Linked DNA regions of Triticum aestivum: region 2 is linked to region 1. A link is a contact called in public Hi-C data. All regions are on one chromosome and are shown on one strand. The core of a region is the stretch at or near the end of the contact, and the rest is flanking DNA. Distances in the headings are between cores, read along the strand shown.

The links. Hi-C and Micro-C count contacts between places; a contact is called where the count stands out from the background.
Region 2: a contact with region 1 is called in a Hi-C map of an unstated tissue, with 4 times the contacts expected there. The contact joins the promoter of LOC123059840 here to the enhancer-like site in region 1. A contact is called at or near these places in 4 of 5 Hi-C or Micro-C datasets (leaf and an unstated tissue).

Annotation. Positions count from the first base shown.
Region 1 is chr3A:13,090,855-13,093,554 of IWGSC CS RefSeq v2.1, forward strand. No RefSeq gene overlaps it. Among protein-coding and RNA genes, the nearest start is that of LOC123059840, 43 kb to the right of the region's middle. Within about 2 kb of position 1,412, at least 4 of the 8 cell types and tissues checked have an H3K27ac peak or open chromatin away from gene starts, as enhancers often do. A contact at or near this core is called in leaf, where this site is marked.
Region 2 is chr3A:13,133,467-13,136,166 of IWGSC CS RefSeq v2.1, forward strand. It overlaps LOC123059840 (beta-1,2-xylosyltransferase XYXT1), which reads left to right and starts at 1,396. Exons shown (of 6, transcript XM_044482362.1): 1 at 1,396-1,802; 2 at 1,920-1,988; 3 at 2,075-2,191; 4 at 2,399-2,530; 5 at 2,674-2,700. The coding sequence starts at 1,622.

The DNA of each region.
Region 1 (2,700 bases), core at 162-2,661:
TAAGACCGTCTTTTCCCTCATTGTGCAGTTAGAGATGTCTTAAAAGATCTAAGCAAGTCATCGACGACCTGCAAAAAAAAACTTAATTGGCCTATTACGGCTTGTGATTAACCTAACTTAAAATCCGGTGGTTGCATTGACAAGGTGCTAATGCAGGAGATCAACAACCCCTGTCAAGTTTTCCATGCCATGGTTAATGAAAATCCTAGTCCTAAGACAGGTGGGTTACAGACATGGTCACCTATTTGCAACCAGAAATTAGCGCCTCGGGCTGTAAGTTAACTTCCGTAGGATTTTTCGGTATGTCCAACAACAGTCCATCGTTAATTATTCAGATCAGCAATTATTCCTTTGACTAAGCAGAGCAGACCAAACTTACTAATCGTCAACCAGAAAAGAAACTAAACTTACTTACTACCCCAAGATTAAGAAAAACTACAATAGTCTATATTGAATTCATGCCGCAACCAACTCATCCAGAAGCCCGAACTATGGGAGGGGGCTGGATATTATGCTTCAAATACCCTCACGTCTATGGCGCCAGACCATAATTATTTATTGCGTTCGTTGGGTTTCAAGCCCTGACCTCTTTGTTGCAAGTTTTGTATGTGCGAGCAATATATTTCAATAGTCCATGTTTGCAAGCTTTTTTCTGCGTATAATAGGTTAGAGGTTAGACGTGGTAGACGTGCTCGGCCGCTAAGTAGTAAATGTGGTTTGTGTACCTAAAGCACGGTAAACATAAATGGTTAACTTCTTTGATGTCGACCCATCAATGCAATTCATAGTGATGCGAGAAGCACAAATGGCCTCACGCAAGACCAATAGAGTTGCTCGCTTGATTCGGAGAAAACCGTGCGAAAACGTAAATGTGAACCCAAAACACAGAAAATAAAACGCTCGAATGACACAGAATGTCGTTCCATAAAAACAAAAAACTTCAAACCGAGACGCGATGACGTCTTGTCCGTGTTTTGTAAGGAAGTTGACTTTTCTCTGACAATGGCATCTCTTTCTGTCGGTGACAACATTGAGAACACGAAGGTTGTGCACGACGATTGGTGAGCAGGGCATCCCGGTTCGGTACGTGGCTACATTCCCTGTAGGCACCCACAATGGTTGGCCGAGCTTGTATTTTTGAACTAGATCACAGCCAACGGCCGCATAATAAACCGATGAACAGCGAATCTTCCTCTTCTGAACTGCTCCCCTCGTACGTACGTACTCCATACATGCCAGATTTGCAAGATCGTATTCATTGAAGTTTACAGTTAACCTACATGTACAGCGACTGGGTACGTGCTAGCTCTCTCCGTGTCTCATATGGACCACACCACGTCACCGGGCGCACGGGTCACGGTCGAGATGGCAACGGCGCAACAACGGCCCCTGCCTGCCTGCCTGCCGACTAGCTTCGCTCGCTAGGCGACGGCGCATCAAGCTAGCTGCAGACACGTATGCTTTTGCCGGCCTGGCTATAGATGCATGGCTAGGAGGGTGCTTGGATACAAGGGACTATTTTTAGTCTGATTAAAAATAGTTTCTTTTAGAGGCTAAAGTTCCAAGCACTTCTGACTAAAGAGAGGCTAGGACTAGTCTTGAGACTAAAATCTTTTAGTCATGGGAAACCTACTAAAATATGTATTAGCTCTCTCTCTCCTCATTTAATTCCTCTCCTTAGTTCTGGATTGGAGGGTTTGGAGGATAATAAATGCTCAATAACTAGATTTTAGTCTCTTTAGTACTTGGATCCAAGCATGGGTGAGACTAGCAAGTTTTAGTCCCACTACTTTTAGTCATGGGACTAAAACGTATCCAAGCATGCTCTAGGTCGTTGCCTCTCGTCAACATCACAAGTTTCCGACCGGTTTACCGCGAGAAGACAAATAAGCTACCCCTCCGTCCTTAAATTAGTGTCTTAATCTTAGTATAATGATTTTTTTACAGGATTAACCTTAGTATAACTTTGCTAGTACAAAGTTAAGACATTTATTTTGAGACGGTGGGAGCATTTCATTTTGTTCACGTACCATGTGACGTGTATTCGCCTCTACTCGTGTGACCCGCACTCTGTATATATCCATGAAAGTAACGGAGCCATCATATAATGTTCTCTTGCTAATTGACTCAACTGACCAACGTCACCAACCCGTGATGTAACTGGTAATGTTATTGTGGTTCTTGGTCGAGAGCGACCTATGGATGAGAGCTGGGAGTTACTCATTTCAAAGATCACTCTCAACTCCCTTGCCGTGATCTGGGAGTTATTCCTTTTTTCGTCGATTCGTTTATTCGAAACGTTTTATCTCTTAAACCTTGTGTCCAAATCTCAAACCGTTTCACCGTTGGATTCCTCGCATTGAGATCTTCAAAACTACATACCATGTTGATAGGTTTTGACGAACTTTTTCTTACGAAAAAACCGGACCAGGAGCACGTTTTTCTCCCTTTCCAAAAGCCGTTTCCGAGAGACACGGTCGTGCCTGTAGCGGAAACAAAACCGTGACTCTCGCGAAAAAAGAGAAAATGAGTTTTTTTTTGTTTCTAAGAGGCATGGTCGTGCCTCTCGCGGAAACATAACCATGCCTCTCGTGGATGCAAACCGTGCCTCACATGAAAGGAAAAAAATGAGTTTTTTTCATTTCGGAGAGGCACGGCCACGCCTCTCGCGGAAGAGAAAAATGAAAGGGTATCTTTTTT
Region 2 (2,700 bases), core at 146-2,645, 43 kb after region 1:
ACAGCGGCGTGGCGAATCGATGAGCGAGTTGGACCAAGACGGAATCCTTTGGGCCATTTTCTGCTGGAATGGATGTGGCAACAACCGCTCCATTGATCGATCCATCGATCTCCATCCACATACAGTATACGACGTATCGATCGATACACACGGGCGCGTCGATACGCATCGATCGCTCCATTGCAGCATCGCTGGTTACCGGTAGCACTACTAGTATTTTGGACTTTTGGACGATCTTCTTGCACGTCCTGGCTATCTGTACTGGCCACACAAACTCAGTGACTCGCAAAGAAATTTCCTTGATTCTGTTTGCGCTGCTTGTAAATCAGCCCAGGAGCCCTTGTCAGAAGACGCAGTATATAATTAAGAGGCAGAATGATGATGGCATTTAAGCAGCAGTGTTAGGAAGGAAGCCTGCCTGTTTGCTGCTGGAAGGAACTGACCACTTGGCCGACTGAAGGAAGGAATCATCGGCCGATGGCGACTGCTATCTGCCCGCTGAGAAACACCATTAGTAAATGCATGCATGCACGCAGAAGCCCCAGCATTACTACTAGTTCAATCCATTAGTGGTGGTACGTGTGGTCCGTAGTAGATGGAGAGCATTAACATTGCTGATCTTGGCAGCGGCAGTGATTAACAGTCCCGGGTAATCAGTGACCGCATGTGTGTTTGCGTAAGCCGCACTGAAGGTGGGAACAAGGCCCCCGATTCGTGCCGTGCGGTGCGATGCACGGACGGGGACCCATGCCGGTCGGGATTTCCTTTGCGGCCCACCAGCGGGCGGACAGGCACGCGAAGCAGGGCAAATATTTCGTCAGTGCCGATTAAATGAGATGAGCACACCCTCCCAATAGATGGATGCACGGACGGGCGGACGAAAGGAGCACCTGATCTGAATCCGATCTCCCAGGAGCCAGGATCCATCCAGCCAGCCAGCAGGAGAGCAGGCAGCGTCGGTGCTCCTCCCTCCGGTGATCCAATCACGGAGCACACGTTCGCAGCAGTAGCAGCCGCTCCCCACTCCGTCCCGTCCTTCCCTCACTTGGTCAGGCATCTCTCCACCCTTCACGGGAACACACAACAACGCGTACTACTCGTACTCCTACTAACAGTACAGCTTGATTGAAACGGGGAGGGGAGAAAGCCACGCAGTTTATTTATATTGATTTTCTTTGTGGCAAACAAGGCCACGAGTTACGGAGGGATTACTGGAGAAAGAAAAGCCTTGCCTTGCCATGCCTCGCTCGCCCGTCTCTTCTTCTTCTCCTCGCTTTCGCACGCTCAGCTTGCTCCATATTACTACCACTGAATCTGCTGCTATTTAGTGTACAACTACTGCTAGCTCACGAGTTACGGTTAGTTAAGTAGTATAAGTAAACGCAACGCGTCGCTCGCCCCACACCCGCTGCCGCTGCTTGCTCCGGCGCTGCCTGTAAGCATGTGAGGTCAGCTCAGGCTCTCTCTCGCTCGCTAGCCCAGAGATATATACGCGCCGCGCCCCTGCTCTGCTCCGCTCACCCTCCACCTCGACACCTCTCTCTCTCTCTCCCTCGCGAGCAGAGAGTCAGACACAGCCCAACCGAGCAAGGAGAGCAAGGAGAGCAGAGCGGCGGCGGGCATGGAGGGCGGCAAGGCGGCGGCCTACGCCCACCACCACGACACCGCCAGGCTGCTCAAGGCCTTCAGCCGCACCGTCGAGCCGCGCAACTTCGGCATCGGCCTCGTCGCCGGATTCCTCCTCGTCACCTGCGCGTACTTCTCCACCGCCAAGTTCGACGCCATCCACATCGCGCCCCTCGGTAAGCCACCCCCCTCCCCCTCTCCTCCCTCCGCGCATCTGCATTCGCTTCCCGCTTCCTCTACCCCCCTTGTCCCCCGCGGCTCTGACGGACCAATCTCGACGTGTCTGTGTGCAGTCAGCCCCCTGGAGACCCGGATTGGCTCGCCGGTGAGTGCCGCCGCCGCCGGCTCCAAGACCCAATTAGGTGCTTAATCCATCCCCCGCGCCAACATTTCGGCCGAATCTATCTTGCCAATCGACAAGTTTGACTGACGGCCTTCTTTTCTTCAGATTTGGGCGTGCCGGGGCAGGACGCGGCATTATCCGGGGAGGGGAGCAAGGCCGAGGTGCTGGACACGGACGGCGACGACCACACGACCACCTCCCCCTCCTCCTCTTCACCGCAAGGTAAACAACAAATCATTTGCTTATTACACTGTCTATGTATGCGTCAGGCGGTCCGGCCATGGCCATGGCTAGAGGCCACGAGCTGCCGCGGCCGCCGCCCGCCGCTACTTGGCTGCTTCTACCGGCTCGCACGCAACGTCCATCCAGGCAATCCGGTGACAAAGACTGGTGTATTTTTTTTAATCTCCCCGTTCCTTTTCGCTTTAGATTTGGTCCACGATGCGTCGCTGGCGGACACGAAGAAAGATGACACCTTTGCCGTGGAGGCCGCCAAGGACGATGACGCCGCCGGCGCTCTTCTCCCTCCCCTGTCGGCAAACGGCACGCAAGAGGAACAAGGTGAGTGAGGATCCAATCGACCAACCAATTAGTTAGTAGTAGATAAGATGCGGCTTCGCATAATTGTTTTGTTCTTGGGGGAAAAGGGAGTTAGTAGTTGTTGGATTTGACAAGCCGAGCTTTGTGGGTGTTTGGTTGGTCAGGTGTTCTTGAGGACCAGGAGCTGCTAG